Linked DNA regions of Ovis aries: region 2 is linked to region 1. A link is a contact called in public Hi-C data. All regions are on one chromosome and are shown on one strand. Each heading gives the region's core, a stretch centred on a gene start, on an enhancer-like site or on the middle of the called end of the contact. The rest is flanking DNA. Distances are from core to core; before and after follow the strand shown. Region 1 overlaps PFKFB4 (6-phosphofructo-2-kinase/fructose-2,6-biphosphatase 4). Region 2 holds the start of TREX1 (three prime repair exonuclease 1).

The links. A called contact is a pair of places that touch in the nucleus more often than the background predicts.
Region 2: a Hi-C map of muscle shows a contact between it and region 1, with 4 times the contacts expected there. The contact joins the promoter of TREX1 here to the enhancer-like site in region 1. A contact is called at or near these places in 11 of 16 Hi-C or Micro-C datasets (blood, hypothalamus, liver and 6 more).

Annotation. Positions count from the first base shown.
Region 1 is chr19:51,368,051-51,375,933 of ARS-UI_Ramb_v3.0, forward strand. It overlaps PFKFB4 (6-phosphofructo-2-kinase/fructose-2,6-biphosphatase 4), which reads left to right. Exons shown (of 14, transcript XM_060402557.1): 4 at 3,690-3,756; 5 at 6,031-6,105; 6 at 6,475-6,531; 7 at 7,204-7,325. Among named protein-coding and RNA genes, the nearest start is that of PFKFB4, 16 kb to the left of the region's middle. Within about 2 kb of position 3,646, at least 7 of the 54 cell types and tissues checked have an H3K27ac peak or open chromatin away from gene starts, as enhancers often do. A contact at or near this core is called in muscle and tail adipose tissue, where this site is marked.
Region 2 is chr19:51,424,035-51,431,917 of ARS-UI_Ramb_v3.0, forward strand. TREX1 (three prime repair exonuclease 1) reads right to left here and starts at 4,232. Exons shown (of 2, transcript XM_004023398.5): 1 at 4,144-4,232; 2 at 2,839-3,852. The coding sequence starts at 3,831. The coding sequence ends at 2,884. It overlaps ATRIP (ATR interacting protein), which reads right to left. Exons shown (of 14, transcript XM_027957678.2): 9 at 6,929-7,065; 10 at 6,669-6,760; 11 at 5,818-5,898; 12 at 5,342-5,594; 13 at 4,144-4,933; 14 at 2,839-3,492. The coding sequence ends at 4,866. It overlaps SHISA5 (shisa family member 5), which reads left to right. Exons shown (of 5, transcript XM_042236278.2): 3 at 1,074-1,189; 4 at 1,334-1,510; 5 at 1,591-2,701. The coding sequence ends at 1,670.

The DNA of each region.
Region 1 (7,883 bases), core at 2,396-4,895:
TATCCTCTGTGTGCATGTTTGGACATATAAAAACCTATAATCGTGCACACTGGTGTGTGCACAGGCATACCCCATGTGCGTGTGAATACATTTAATCATAACTATACCTTTTCTATTTTTTTTTAATTCTACCTTTTCAGTCACATACTACACATGGGCTTAGGGACACCAGGATGTTCTCTCTGACACTGACGTGTCCACCAGTTCCGTTCAATTCTGACCCTCTCTAAACAGCATTAGCATCAGTCAGTTCCCACAAGTTAGGGGCTCAGTCCCTCAAAACTGACCCCACTTCACACACCAGTAACTAGTCTCGGGGCCCAGCACCGTCACACCCTATCAGCACCTCATCTTTTCAACCTGGAAGTGCTTTGACTCTCCTCATTCAGTTCATCTCCGGCACCCACCTCCTTTCCTGGAGGGTGGTGGTTAGGACTAAAGGTTCCTCATCACTTTCTGTGACCAGCTCCGTGCTGAGGCTGTCTAGGGGCCCCACCCTGAATCATTTCATTAGCATCAACTCAGGTGTGATTGGAAGAGGCTGCTTGTGAATGACAAAAATCACTCCTGTCACTTAGGGAGTTCCAAGGGTTTTAGGAGCTCTGCCAAGAACCCCGGACAGAGACCAGATATATTTATCATACCACAGAGACCCCCTCTGCACGTGCACACTGCATCCCTCAGGAATGCTCACAGGTGCTCACTAATGCCTCACCCGTCACATACCCACCCATGCACATGTGTGCCCATCCACACTCACACCCACAGGGGCTCCCAGGCTGTTCCCCCCTGCATCTTCACCTGGGCCCCTTGATCCTCCTACTAGATGTAGCCTCAAGAGGAGCCTCCAGAGATCATAGCCCGGACAGGGGGCTCTGCATGTGGGTGGCAAGAAATGGCCCTAGCCATGCTGAGACTGCAGAAATGTGTCTCAGGGGCTTCAAGGAGCTCCGGTTCTTTATGTCTCAGCACAGAAAGAATTCTGTGAAGGGCAGAGTGAGAGAAATGATTTGTTAGACTAGGATACATTTGAGGCTTGGTAGGCAGGTGGGCAGGAGGGTCTGGTCCCAGAATTTAGTGGGTGAAGGATATATGAGGACACAGAAAGGCCACAAGGCAGCATGAGAACAGAGCTCCTTCCAGCGACCTGGACTCAGTTCTGCCCCCAGTTTCCTCGTGACCCCAACATTCTCTCAGCCTCTGCCGCCACGCTTGGGCACTCAGCACAGTCAGTGTATTGGTGCAGTCGGAGTTTACACACAAAATTCCAAGATCGAACAGGAGATCTGATTTTACACTTACATCAGAAAAAGTATAGGTAACAGTGTTTGGGAGGAAAAATGTTTCCTTCTTGCCTTCTAGGTTCTTTGGCTGGTCTAGTAATTAAATTGACAATGACACAGATTAACAAGACAGAAAAAAGTTTAATAGCACCTATATCTCCTGCATACATGGAAGAGGCCTAAGAAGCCCTCACCTTAAATACCATCTTCAGCTAAAGAGAAAAGAAGATGCTGGGGGGTAAGGAGTCAGAGGACATTATCAGAAAAGCCCCAGTGAATTAGGGTAAAGTTTTTATGCAGATTTAAATCTATGCCTTCAGGGAAGCCTTCACCTTAAAAACCATCTTTGGCTAAAGAGAAGGGAAGACATTGAGGGTGAGGAGTCAGGGGAGGTTACCAGAACAGCTCACTGAACAAGGTAAGGTAGTTACTCAGATTTAAATCTATGCCTTCAGGGAATTCCCTGGTGGTCCAGTGGTTAAGCTTCTGACCACAGGATCACTGTGGGACCATCGTCGGGGCCAAATCGATCCCTGATCCATCAGGGAACTAAGGTTCTACAAGCTACAAGGCGCTGCCTAAACAAGTCAATCAAGCTATGCCTTTAGCTTTGATAACGAGTTTCCAGAGAGAGAAGGTCATCTCCCGCCTCCTGGTTTGGCAAGGGAGACACCCTTACAGATGGAGGTTTCCTTTATATTTGTAAATGTCTCTTAAAAAAGGGATCTTCCTGACCCAGGGATTGAACCTAGGTCGCCTGTGTTTTAGGCAGATTCTTTATCGTCTGAGCCACTATGAAAGCCCTAAAAAGAAAAAGAAAAAAAGAGTAAGCTGTTCTTTTTAACTTTTTATTTTGTATTGGGATATAGACAATTAACATACAGTGTTGTGATAGTTTCAGATGAACCCCAAAGGGACTCATAGACGTGTAAAAAAAGGATAACTGACTCGTGTTTTCTGAGCTTCTCCTGCGTCTGCAGTTTCTTAAAAATAATCAGCCTGAAATAATCCTTCTGCCAAAGAGATTTATTTTGGGGTGGCACATTCTGCTCCACTGCATAGATAAAAGGTCAAAGTGATTTATCTATCTTTGGACCTTGTAGGAGAAATGGATAGTTAGAAAGATCCTTGTATGTGGCAATCCACTTTGCAGCAATGAACAAAAAGGCTGCGGTGTTCTGAGGACACACAGTGTAGTCAGCGGTCAGCCGTGGTGAGGGTTTTACCTTCCGGAGCCTCTGTGGACGTGGGGGGTCCAGGAGGCAGAGACACAGCGCCCTCCTCCAGAAGGGGTCATTTGGGGAGTTCTCGGTCCACTGAAAGAAATGCACACCTTAAAATTTGAGAGTTATGTTTTATTCGGTGAGCAACGCTGAGGACCTGGGAATTCCCTGGCAGTCCAGTGGTTAGGACTCTGCGCGCTCACTACCAGGGCCCAGGTTCAGTCCCTGGTCGGGGAAGTAAATCTCACAGGCTGCACAGCATAGCCAAACAAACTGAGGACTTGAGTGTGCAAGACAGCCTCTCAGATAGCTCTGAGGGACTGCTCGCAGAAGTAAGGAAGGTTCCAGGACACATAGGAGTATCAAGAAAGTCTGTTAATTAAAGGACACAGACCTCTCAAGTTAAGGAACCTAGAGCTTTTCTTTGAATGGAAAGAGCCACGAGCCTGGGCTCATTGAAGTCATCCTTTTGATATGCATGTCAGCTATCTGGGTCCAGTGTTCTGTTCTTTTCCTTCCTGAGTCCCCCTCAAGGTGCACTTTTTGGGGCGGCTGCAGCGGCTGAGCCTTAATCCCTGCAACATCCTTTGTTTGGTGATACGGCAGGCGGCCTCCTTGGGCCACATTCCCTCCTAGGAAGGAAAATTGAACCTGAAGCTTAATCCTGCCTTTTAAGCTGGAGGCCAGCGATACTGTCTCTGTTCTCCCACTGCCAGCTTCCCCGCCCAACACACACACAAGGAAGTATCTGGTTTTCAAAGTGCTTATGTTGATAATCAGGAGAAATGTAGGACACTTAGGAGTCCTGAAGATGGCAAAATGGTAGCCTGGATTTGTATCTGATGAGATGAACGAAGAAAGTACAGAAACATGATATTTCAAAAAGTGTTCCTGGACTTCCCTGGTGGTCCAGTGGCTAAGAATCCACCTTCCAATGCACGGGACCCAGGTTTAATCCCTGGTCTGTAAAAAAAGTATTCCTGATGGCCAGGAGCACATAGCCTTCCACCTACAGGAGCAGAGTTACCAAATACTGGCCATCTTCCCGAGGAAAGAGGAACCTTGAGAAGAGAGAAGGGGCCCAGGGGCTGCCCCTCTCCTGGTTGGCATAGCATGTTTCCCTGACCTACTGCCCTGCAGCAGCCAGCAGGTTCTTGGCTGAACGATGTGTTCTTTTCTGAAGGCAGTGTGCGCTGACAGCTCTCCGAGACGTTCGGCGGTTCCTTAGTGAGGAGGGGGGACACGTGGCGGTAAGTATAACACGCTGGCAGCATCTGGGAGTGACATGTGGGAGCCCACCTACTTCTACCCCTTTACTTACCAGGCATCTGGAGGGGAAGGCAGGGGACGTGCAGCCCTAGACATCCTGGGTGCCAGCCCTCGGGAGGAAGCCTGAAGCTGCTCTGCAGTAGGAAGCCAGAGGCTGGATGGGGGCCAAGAATTTCCCTCTGGGCTTGTGGTTGTGTTTGACCCTGCAGGACTTCCCTCTGAATACTCACAGGGTTGGCTACTCCACAAGTTAGGCCTGTCAGGTTACTCAAGTTGCGATTTCTCCCGGTGTGGAGGGCATCCTGCCCAGCATTTGGTGGCCATTCCAAAATCAACTGAATGCTGGGTAAGGGAATTCCATCTATGTGTTGGCCCCTCCAGTGAGATGCACAAAGCTGAGCAAGTGTGTCTTCAGGAAAGGGCCCCACCCCAACCCTCTGCTGTCAAACGTCATCGCCATTTTTCCTTCCTTCTTCCTCTTGAAGGCACGCAGCCTGGAGCTCTGTCCCCAGCTCCATCTAGATCAGCTGCCCCCTAGGTCTGCGGCATAGCTATCACCCTGGGAATTTCCTTCTCTTCCCTCCCGAGTTGAATGCCTGGCTCTTAGACCCCATGTCTTCCTTTTACTTGGTTTACTGACTTGTTTTGTGGCAAAGACTGCTGTCATTCTGATTTGTTGATCCTCCTTAAAAGTTGTATTTCCTAGGGAATTCTCTGGTGATCCAGTGGTTAAGACTCTTCACTCTCTGGTTAAGACTCTGGTTCAATCCGTGGTTGGGGAACTAAGCAGTGCAGTACAGCCCCAAAAAAAGTTAAGATGAAAAAAAAAAAAAAAGATTTTTTCTCCTAGAGTAGCTGGGGGCCTCTCAGGCCCTTTCTCTGGAGAAGCGTTTAGGGTCTTCAGAGTGATGTGCCTAACGGCGGTCTCCACAATGCTGGGTCCTTGGGCTGGGGGCTTTCATCAGGAAACTTCTCCAGCAGGTCAGAGAAATTGTCATGTATTTCACCTTGTTAAGCCACCCCCACCACTGTCTCACCATCAAGACCTCCCTCCTCTCCCACTTTCTGAGATGCATTTTCTGGAACTCCTGGTGGCTGTGTGTTAGACCTAAGCCCTAACTTTGTCTTTTTTCCGCCTTACTCCCACTTTGTCTCTTGCTCCACTTTCAGGGAGACTTCCGTAACATCTGAGAAGTGTTTGGCTGAAGTTTGGTACAATGTCCAAACTTAAAATGCCTTATTTTCTGAGTGTTCCAGTTTTTTCAAAGCCTACTCTTGTTTTGTGCTTACTATATGGCATTTTGCGTCTCTTTAGACAGTAATTGTAAGTTTTTGACATTTCTTTCTATGCTATGCCCTGTCCTCATTCCTTAAAGTTCCTTTTATCGTGTTTGACTCAGTCTTCTTTTTTTTTTTTGTTTGCCTGCACCATACATCTTGTGGGGTCTTATTTCCCTGACCAGGGATGGAATTTGTGCCCCTGTCAGTGGAAGCATGGGGTCCTAATCAGTAGACCACCAAGGAATTCCCAGTTCTTCATTTTCCATGTTAGAGGTTTTGCTGGAGCATTCAGTGACCCTGGTCTAATGATATATCCCTTTATAAAAAAATGGTGCTCTAAAATCCGCTTGGGTGGGCTGCACGTGAGGATGCTGGGCAGGCCCCAGGCAGTTCAGAACCTGCCTGGAGGAGGCAGGGAGGGGTCCTGGGGCTCCACTTGCCCTTCCAGTGGAGCCAATCCTCCCCTTTCCTCTATGTCTCTTTTTGCCGAGATGCCTGTGCCCAGTTCCTGACTATCCTAGGTCTGCAAAACAGGTGTGCTCTGGTTGCTAAGGGCTTGTGTTTGCTTTTCTCTGAGCCACTCACCAAGTGTCTGTCTTAAAGAAAAAAATTATGCTGACATCGCCCATCTCCTGTCCTGTTCCCATCTTACTGGGGCCTCAGGATGGAATAGAAATAAATGTGGGCTTCGTTCTCCGGGTTTAGCTAGTTTCACTGGAAGTCTGGTTGGTTAGACGTGAGCTGAGCGCCTGCTCTCCAGCTGTGAGCACGGGCACTCGCTCCTTCTAGCTCCCTTGGGGCACTTGCCAAGGAGCCGGAGGGCCAGCCCAGCCACTGCAGGTCTGAAGGGTACTGGCCAGGTGGATGGCCAGGCATCAGCTGGTCTCAGAAACCCAGCCCCTGTGCTCCAGCTGTCGGGTGGCCTCCCACCTTTTCCAGGGCCAGAGGCTGAGTTAACCCCAATTTGATCCTAGGTTTTTGATGCAACAAATACCACCCGAGAACGGAGAGCCACCATCTTTAATTTTGGGGAACAGAACGGCTACAAGGTGAGGCCCTCCCAGCTTACCTCCTCGGTTGGGCTGTGGCACCTTCAGGGCCCCTGGAGCCCGTTTGTTGGCCTCCTGATAATGTGCAGGCAGGTGGGCTCCTGAGTAGATTTGCGATAATGCTTTTCTCTCCACCTGGAGGTTTCTTTCTGGGGAAGGGGGCGGTTCCTGGTGGGCGAGTCCTGGATGGGGTGGCACCTGCTGGGGGTTCCGTGCCCCTTGTTCAGGCCCTCTCCCCTGAAGGAGGGCCTCAGGGCCCTGGCTGGTCAGTATGGCCGTCAATGGGTAGGGGGCTCCAGGGAGCCAGGCCCAGGGCCTTAAATGAGTCTCTGGTTCCTTCCCTCCTGCCCGCCCTGGTCTTTGCCGCAGACCTTTTTTGTCGAGTCCATCTGTGTGGATCCTGAGGTCATAGCTGCCAACATTGTGGTGAGTGATGTGGTGCGTCTGACCTTGGAGGGGACGGGAATACACCCGAGACGGCCTGTGCCAGTGAGGTCCCTCTGCAGGTTGGGCTGATGCCTGGGCCAGCCTTAGCTCGGTTGGGGGCGGTGGAGGGTGGGGAGGCAGGAGATCTCTGGGCTGGGTGGTCCTGGATCCCCGAGTACCACTCGTCTGGAGGGCTGTGCATTCCTTCTTCTTCCCCTCTCTTCCCCTCCCTCTCCTTCCCCTTCCTCCTCCCCTGGATGGGAGGAGATGAGCTTCAGCCCCTAGAGTGAGGGGGAGGGTTAGGAGGGAGTGTTACTGTTTTGAAGGGTAAAGAGATTTGACCGCTCACGCATATTCCCTTTTTATCTGAGAAATGAACATCAGTGTCTGGGGAGATAGTTCAGGTGGGGAGGGGCTTCAGGGCCCCTTATCCCTCTGGACTCACCTCCCCCTGTACCACCAAAACGAGGGACTGCCATCTCAGGATGCCCAGGAATGCTCTCTTAGCACTGGTGCGGGAGCTTGGCCCAGGGAGCCGCTGGCCTCTTCCTAATGGGACCAGCCCCTGGGGCTGGCTTCCAGCCTCCTCCCCTAGCCCCTGCCCAGCGCTGTCCTTGGTCCCCACTGCCTGGCCTCTGGAGCTGATGTGTCCTCTGTGCCTGGCTCCGGCAGCAAGTGAAACTGGGCAGCCCTGACTACATCAACCGCGATAGCGACGAGGCTGCAGAGGACTTCATGAGGCGCATCGAGTGCTATGAGAACTCGTATGAGACGCTGGACGAGGACCTGGACCGGTGAGCCGGGGCAGCCCCGTGTCCTCAGCTGTGGTGGGGGCTGGGTCTGGTCCACTGGCTGCCTCCCGTGGCTCCCCGAGGTGGTGGCTGAGGGCCCACCCCAGTAGGCAGAGATGCCCTGCCCTTTTCTGTTTCTCTCCTCGGGGTGGAGGTTGCGGCCCAGAGGTGACTCATAGAACTGCAGCTGCTTTATCTGGAGCTCTGAAAGTCAGAATTTTCTACTATGCCATCATAAAATCAAGCCTGTTTTCTGTACAGAGGGTCTTCCCATGAGGCATTTGCAAATAGTACCTTCTCTTCTTGCGGTGGGTGGTCTGTGTTTTGAGAAGGGGGACAGGGTGCCCAGGTCCTACCCACGAGGAGCTGACAGCGGCCAGTGCTTCATAGGAGTGAGTTCTGAATGGGGGCAGCCGCCAGCCATCGGCAGGCTCTTTCTGTAAAGGCTCAGGTGGTAGATATTTTAGGCTTTGGAGGCATACAGTCTCTTAACTCTGGCATCTAGTACTAAAGGCACATGTGAAGAAATGGGCATGACTGTGTCCCAGTAAAATTTAATTT
Region 2 (7,883 bases), core at 2,982-5,481, 57 kb after region 1:
TATGAGATGGAAGACCCTCCACTCAGGGCGGGGAAGCGGGGACACCGTCCCCTCGACCTTCCTCCAGGCCTCAGGGGAGCCTACAGCTCACAGCTCACCAAGCCCCTTCCATGTTTTAATGGAACAGCTGGTTGGTGCAGTTCCCTTTTACTGGAAGGAATACTGCTTGCCCTCTGGGAACGGGAGGACAGCAGGGGGCTGTGGCTGCCCTTGAGAGTCGGCTTTGGTGGATTTCCCGCCCAGGGCCAGCCTTCTCAGGTGGCGGAGTCTCCACTCAGGCCTGGGCCTTGCTGAAGGGCCCGCGTAGGCAGGGAGGCCTCCTCTCGCCTGGCTCTTGGTTGACCCGCCTGCCTGCCCCTCGGGTTGGAGTGAGGGTGTATGAGGACATCTGGCATGGTGCTTGGCACCCCGCAGGCTCACCGTCACTCCAGGGGCCTGCAGCCATACCACTCCCTGCCGTCCTGGCCACACTGGTCTCCCCGCTCCTGGAAACTTCTCCCGGTGATTCATTACCTGTGCTTCCTGAGTCATTTTCCCTTCAGCCCTTGCCTCCTGTAATGGTCTGTGGGCTCCCAGAGGCCCTGAGTTGGTCTTTCTCACCCACGTCTGAGATTTGGATTCAAGCCACCCTAGGCCTGGCTGGTGGTGGGTACTGGGTGTGCGTGTGCTGCTGGCTCAGTGGAGGCGGACAAGACGAGTATGGGGGAGGACACCTGAAGAGCTGTCTCCCAAGCTCCTAAGGGGCATCCCGGGGGCAGCCAAGGTCAACCCCATACTTGAGGAGACACTTGAGGGTGAAACAGGGTCCAGCTCCACACCCCCGAAGCGCCTTTATCTGTGTTGCCCATTCTCCTCCAGCTAGAGAGGTGCCATCTGGGAGTGGGTGTGGTGTGGACTGCCGGTCCTGGGTGGGGGCGGGAGGCCCTGGATCTTGACTGGCTTTATTTAGGTTCTTTTTTTTGGCCGTGTGCGGCATGGGGGATCTTTGTTCCCTGACTGGGGATCGAACCCATGGCGCCGGCAGTGGAGGTGTGGGGTCTCGGCCACTGGAGCACTGACTGGCTTTCTGCCAGGTTCGGCACAGTGCTCGCCATCGGGGTGACCCTCTTTGTGATTGGCGTGGTCACCGTTATCATCTGCTGCACCTGCTCCTGCTGCTGTTTGTACAAGATGTGCCGGCGCCCGCAACGTGAGCATCCCCCCCTGCCCCACGGTGACCCCTCGGGGGCAGCACAGACCCGGGCGGTGTGGTGGGCTCGCCAGGGCCCTGGCTGGCCTGAGCTGGAGGGCGGGGTGGCCAGCCTGGCGCTCCTGACCGGGGCTCTCTTTGCAGCGGTTGTGACCACCACCACGGCCACCACGGTGACCCACACCCCTTACTTGCAACCGCCCAGCTACCCTGGACCAACGTACCAGGGCTACCACTCCGTGGTGCCCCAGCCGGGGCTGCCAACAGCACCCTACCCAACCCAGCCCATGGGCCCCCCCGCCTACCACGAGACGATGGCAGGTGAGTACGCCTGCCGACTCCACCATGCCTGACCCTCTGCAGCCACGGCCACAGCTAACTGGTGTCCTCTCTGTTTTCAGGAGATGCAGCCCTGCCCTACCCTGCCAGCCAGCCTCCTTATAATCCGGCCTACATGGAGCCCCCGAAGATAGTCTCTTGAGCACTCCCTGGTGTCTCTGGCTACCAGCTGATCTGTCCTGCGTGTGTGACTGGGTGTGCGGGTGCGGGCCTCTCTCCCCAGGCGTGGTGTGTGTGATGGCGATGAGGGGTGCATGAAGCAGCCCATGGCAGAGTTGCCGGGACCACGTTGTGCTCCCCTCCTCACTTGAGATTATGCTTCCTGGAACCCCACAGAACGGTTCTTTTCTAGCCACCCCAGCGAGACCTGGGGCTGGAGCAGGGATGCTTGTCATACTAGGACAGCTCAGCTTTTGTGTGGGCAGGATGCACCCGTCTTCCGGTTTCTGTGGCATGGCTAGCCGTCTTTGAAGCACTAGAGCCACAGTGCGGGCGAGCGGGTGAGGCTGAGGACTGCAGGTGGGTCTCGATCTTTCCTGTGGCTCCCACAGCCGGGGCCTTGCCCCGTGGAGGGTGGGTGGCCTGATTATCTGAACGCCTCAGGCGGAGCCTCACCCTTCCTGAAAACTATCTTTCTGGACCCTTCTCGCACCCTTCCTGGGACCACCTGGAGGCCCACACTTACCCATGGTTCTGGTTGCCCCGGTTGGCCCTGGCCCCTTTCACAGGTGGACAGGGCAGCCTCTGACCACTTGTCCACTCAGGTGTCCTCCCTGCAGTGTTTTTATTTTACTGTTCACTAACTATTTTACCTGTTTTCTGTTTCAAAATGTGTGTAATGGTTGCTGTGAGGCTGAAACCGTTGGGTCCTAGAGGGAGACTTCCCTGAGAGGAGAGGGACTCTGAGTTCCTGCTTCTCCATCACCAGCCTCACAGGCTACCCGGCTGCTGGACCCCGGGCCTAGGTGTGTCCTGGCAGCGGGGACACCTGGGTCAAGGTGTCGTCTGGACCAAAGGTGGAGGGGACCCTGAGGGGGCTCCTGTGACCTAGACACATACCTCGGTGTTCCCCACCCCTCTGTCTGTGTCTTACCATGTCGTAGGTTGGGACCTCTTAATGTGTTTGGAGTCTTGGGTCTGCACCCTTGTTTGTAATAAATGCAGATATTTCGAGCTGTTGCCTCCTTTCATTGTAGCCCTGGCTGCTGGGATTAGGGGTAAAGACTCATTTTCTGTGCCCCTGGCCCCAGGTCTCTGAGCGTGGGCAGGAAGCTGTAAGGCCACCACAGCAGGTAGAGGTGAGTGATCGCTCAGTGCTGTGGGGGTTTTTTATTAGTCAGACTTCCCTTGCTGGCCTATTGCCCGGGCATGGCCAGGGACAGCCCATACAGCATGGCTACCGCCAAAGTCAGGAAGGCCAGAAGGCCCAGGGGGGCCAGCAGCCCCTCCCCGGGTGGGGCTCCAGGGCACTTCACTGGGGGAGGGGCTGGCTTGGGGCTCCTGTCTCCGCGAAGCTTGGGGCCGGTGTCATTGGCTCTGGCCAGGGGCACAGTGGCTGTGACAGCAGATGGCCTCGGGTTGGTTCCAGTAGATGCTGTGACCACGTACATTGGCTTGACGGTGCTGAAGGGCTTGGCATGAGCATCCACCCACCGTAGCAGGGCCCGCGGCCTCCACTGACAGATGCTTAGCAGGGCGAGCACGTCCCCCTCGGCGGTATGCGAGTCTGGCGGGGCCTGCCCGTATAGGCGTGTGTAGATGCTGCCCAGGCTGTAGCTCTTCCTTGGGCCATGCTCTGAGGAGCTGCCAGCCGGCTCCAGAGCCTTCAGAGCAGCGATGCTGTCCACACAGAAGGCATCGTCCAAAGCACTGGCCAGGCCCAGCAGCGCCAGCTCGGCCCGGAGCAGGGGGAAGTCGTAGCGGTCACCATTGTGGGCCACAAGGCACCAAGGCTGCGGCTGGCGCTGTAGGAAGGCGCGGATCAGGTTGACCAGGTCGGCGTCAAAGACCCGATGCCCATGTGCAGCCAGCACGGCAGTGCTCAGGCCCGTGATCTCGCTGGCCACGGGGCTGCATGCCTTCCCTGGAGCCACACACAGGGAGAGCTTGTCTAGCACCCGGGGTGGCGGGGGTGCCGTTGGTGGAGACCCCTGAGGGGTGGAAAGGCCCTCCAGGGCATATCTGTGGATGGCCAGCAGGCACAGCTCGGTGATCTTGGGCTGGGAGAAGGGCAGGCCAGTGGCCTCCAAATCCAGGAAGATGAGGGTCTGCACAGGCCCCGGGGGCAGGGCCCGTGAGCCCATGGTGGGTGTCTGCCGCTGAGCCTGGGGAGGAGCAAGGGGTCGGGGTGGGAACGTGAGTGCTCGCTGACGGGCGGTAAGGCAGGTGGAGTGGGAGCACCTCAGGCCTTCCCTGCCCCATTAGATCCTGTTGCTGAGCTCCAGCACCCACTATCAGGCAGGAAGACAGAGAAGGTAGGGTGGCTTCCTTAGTGGGACCTGCTCACTCAGCTGTCCAGGGGAAGGCTCAGCTCCTCCCCTGGGGCCCTCTTAGTGTGTGTTGGGGTACCCACAGCCCTCCCACCCTGCCTCATCCCCTTGGGGGTTCTCACTTACCGAGGAGCCAGCAGGCAGCAATGACTCAGGGTACACACTCTCTGGCTGGTTCTTGCTGCCGGCAGCAGCAGTGGCGGGAAGTGAAACTTGGCCTGAGCCCGCCCAACGGCTGGTGTGAGCACGGCCCGCCCCGCTTGTCAGCTGGCCTGGGCCATCCCTCCTAATAGCACCCGTCCTTCCCCAGGCACCCGCAGGGCTGCCCCAAAGGCCTCAGATCTCTGGCTGTGGGCCCACTGGCTAGCATGGTGCACCAGGGCCCTCACACGCTCACGGTGGGAGGACCAGGCTATGGGGGGAGGTTGGCTCCATGACTCGGCCTGCCGGGAGCCGCCCTGCCATGGCCATTTTGCACCCAGTCCGTCGCCTCACTTTCCCAGGCCTCCCTGGTTTAGGCCTGGGCTGAGGGCCGCCTCCACCCCTGCGCACAATGGTTTCTTCCGGTGGCCTCAGGAGAGAGGGATGACTCAGGGCAAATCCACAGGGGCAGGGCTCCTTCCCCAGGGCAGATTCATCCCCATGGGGCTGGGGCTCCGCTCTGCTCTGCCCCTCCCGCTCTGCTCTGCCCCTCCCGCTCTGCTCTGCCCCTCCCGCTCTGCCCATGCGGAGCAAACTCAGGAAACAGAAAGCTGGCGTGCTCTCAGCCAGTCAGTGCTTTTAATCAGAGGAGGAGGGAAGGACAGGAGTGGCTCTGGTGCCACCGTGTGGCTCGGTGCTCACAGGCCTCAGCCACAGTCCATCTCGGGCTCGTCCGCGTCGGTCTCCACGGCACAGAGATCCTCCAGGGCCGCCTCTGAGCCAAAACCCAGAAGGTTCTGTGGTGAAGGCCCAAAGGTGCTGGGACTGGGGGTGGCCCCACCACTCCGTCCGCCCCCCCAGGCCCACAGGAACTAACCAGTCCCTTCCACGCCCAGGCCTCGCTCCCTCAGCTACTGCAAGCAAAGTGACAGAAAGGCAATTCAGACAGGGATGTTTCTGGAAAAGCCGTGGCTCTGCCTGGCTGACTCAGTAGATACGAGCCAAAGGCAGGCTGATACACTGAGAGAGGAGCCAGAGCAGGAAAAGGAGGAGTGGCCTGGTGCTGGCAAAGGCTGTGTGGATGGTGGGCCGCTGACTTAAGGCCAGAGGGTCTGACTCGCCTGGGGACTTCAGGGCCGACCCCACGTGGGTGCTGGGGTGGGGGCGCCTACTGCAGGCTCACCTTCACAGTCGGTCACGTCAGGAAGCCCTCGAATCAGCATGCTGACCCCGGGCATGACCTGGTCGTACTGGTGCAGGACCTCCACGCAGTGCACCGTGAAGAGCTTGTCCTTCTGGGACAGGCCGTGCAGCAGCAGCACCGTGTCCCGCAGACACCGCACCGTCCGCCTCTGCCGCTCGGTCTGCGGGGGGCCCCCTGCCCGCCGCACCGTCAGCCACTGTCTGTGCAGCACCACCGTGAGTGCTCTGACCACCTGCGGGAGGGCGTGGGCGGAGGTCAGGGCATGTGGCCTCTGTACCCAGACCACCCGCTCGGCGGGGCAGCCCCGGTCCTAGCCTCCCCCCAGGGTGAGGAGGGTTCTGAGCGGCAGCACCAGGGTCCAGCCCTGGTGAAGGAGCATAGGATGCTCTCAGACAGCCCTGTCACCCACCAGCAGGGCTGCCCGCTGCCAGCCCCCTTCCGCCCCCGGCACTCACCTCCACGTTGCACTGGCAGCTGGAGCCAGTGACTGGGGAGGAGGGGCTCTGCACACCCAGCTTGGCCAGAAGCCACACAGCCTAGAATGAGAACAGACTCGGTTACATCCGCGCCAGACCACCACCCCAGTTCCGGTCACGGTGAGGGCTTTCTCAGGCTTCTCGCAGAGCTCCCGTTGCCTAAGCAACTGCCTGTCTGGAGAGTCCCTTGGACTGCAAGGAGATCAAACCAGTCCATCCTAAAGGAAATCAGTCCTGAATATTCACTGGAAGGACTGATACCAAAGCTGAAACTTCAATACTTTGGCCACCTGATTCGAAGCGCTGACTCCAAAGACCCTGATGATGGGAAAGATTGGAGGTAGGAGAAGGGGACGACAGGATGAGATGGTTGGATGGCATCACTGATTGAATGGACATGAGTTTGAGCAATCTCCCGGAATTGGTGATGGACAGGAAAGCCTGGCGTGCTGCAGTCCATGGGGTCACAAAGAGTTGGACACGACTGAGCAACTGAACTGAACTGTCTGCACTGATGGGATCCAAGAGGTAATGGTATCCCGGGCCTTCCCAGGAGACACTCAGGATCAAGACCTGTGTCTCACCAATGACCCCCTGCCTCCTGGCCCACCTCTAGGTACCCTGCCAAGTCCCAGGATACCCTGGATCCACGTGTATTATATCTGTATAGTAGGGGGCCCCCCAAAACGAGTCTTCCTTGTTAGTTTCTAAACACATCACCGATGTGAATGAAAGCCTCTTTGGTCCCCTAAGGAGGAAAAGTGCCCCTCCAGTGGGGTGGCGTGGGGTGGGGTGGCAAGCCATCCACAAAGGGGCTCTGGTGCTTTCACCTCTTGCTCCAGCTGCAGCCACTGTGTCTCGGAGGCGGCTGAGTCAGGTCTCGATGTGATGTACATGTACAGCAGCAGCAGGAGGCAGCCTTCTGGAAGGGAGGCCCCAGCTGGCACTCAGGCTCTGCCCTCCCACCCACCGCCTGAGGTACAAGCTGCGAGAGGCCTCAGGAGGTGCCTGGCCCATCCCTGCCACCTCCCTCCCCTCCAACCAGCCGGAGCTGTCCGGGCATGTGCCCCCATCCCCTGGCCTTCTTTACCCGAGTGGGAGCAGAGCTGAGCTGCGAGCTTCTCATGGTCCACCAGGAGGGACAGGAGCTCAATCGTCAGCAGCACGCTGGGCAGAGGTGTCTCTGGGCACAGGCATTGCGGCAGCACCCTGAACACGCACTGGAACCTAAAACACAGGGGCCCAAAAAGACGTGATGCCTCCAATGCAACTCCATAACTCACCCTCCTTTTTTACTGTTGGTAACAGGAAATTGAAGAGGCCAGGGAAGAGGAGCTTGGATTCAGACAGACCTGGGGTCAAATGCTAGCCTGCAAACAAGTGAGTTACTCTTCACTGCGGGGCTGCCGTGGCTGAAAGAGGACAGGACCTTCCCTGGCCCAGTGCCACCTCGAAAATATGGGATGCCTCCGTGGACCTGGGGAGCTGGCCTCCACACTGCTCCCAGCTCCTTCCTGCCTCTGCTATCAAATACAGAGCCAGGTCTTGAGCTGAGTGTGAGAGGAAAGTCCTGAACCCACCACCAAAGGACTGGCCAGACTCTGGTCGGATCTCATGAAATCACTTGCCAGGCAAGGAAGACTTCATTTTCTCCGCTTGTCAGGATACACTAGCGCCTCTGCAGCCAAGTACGTGAAGGTACCCACTTGAGGTGTACATGGTGAGGGGCTCGGGCATTCTTCCCCCCCCGTCTCAGTGGCAAAGAGCTGGCCCATTCATTACCAGGGAGCCAAGTCCCAAGATAAGCACTGCTGTTTGCTCAACCCACACAACCTCCTAGATGGCAGGGGAGTTCTATGGGTGTGTCCCCTTTCATATAATGAGGTTAAGAATGTTCCCTGTGTACCATTAGGGAACAAGGTCTATTTGGGGCAAACTCATTTGAGAGCAAATCCTGTACGATAGACAAGCTGAACGTTTCTAGTCACCAGGGAGTATGGAACTTGGTGGGAAACTGGAATTTCCAAGTATCCACTAACAAGTAA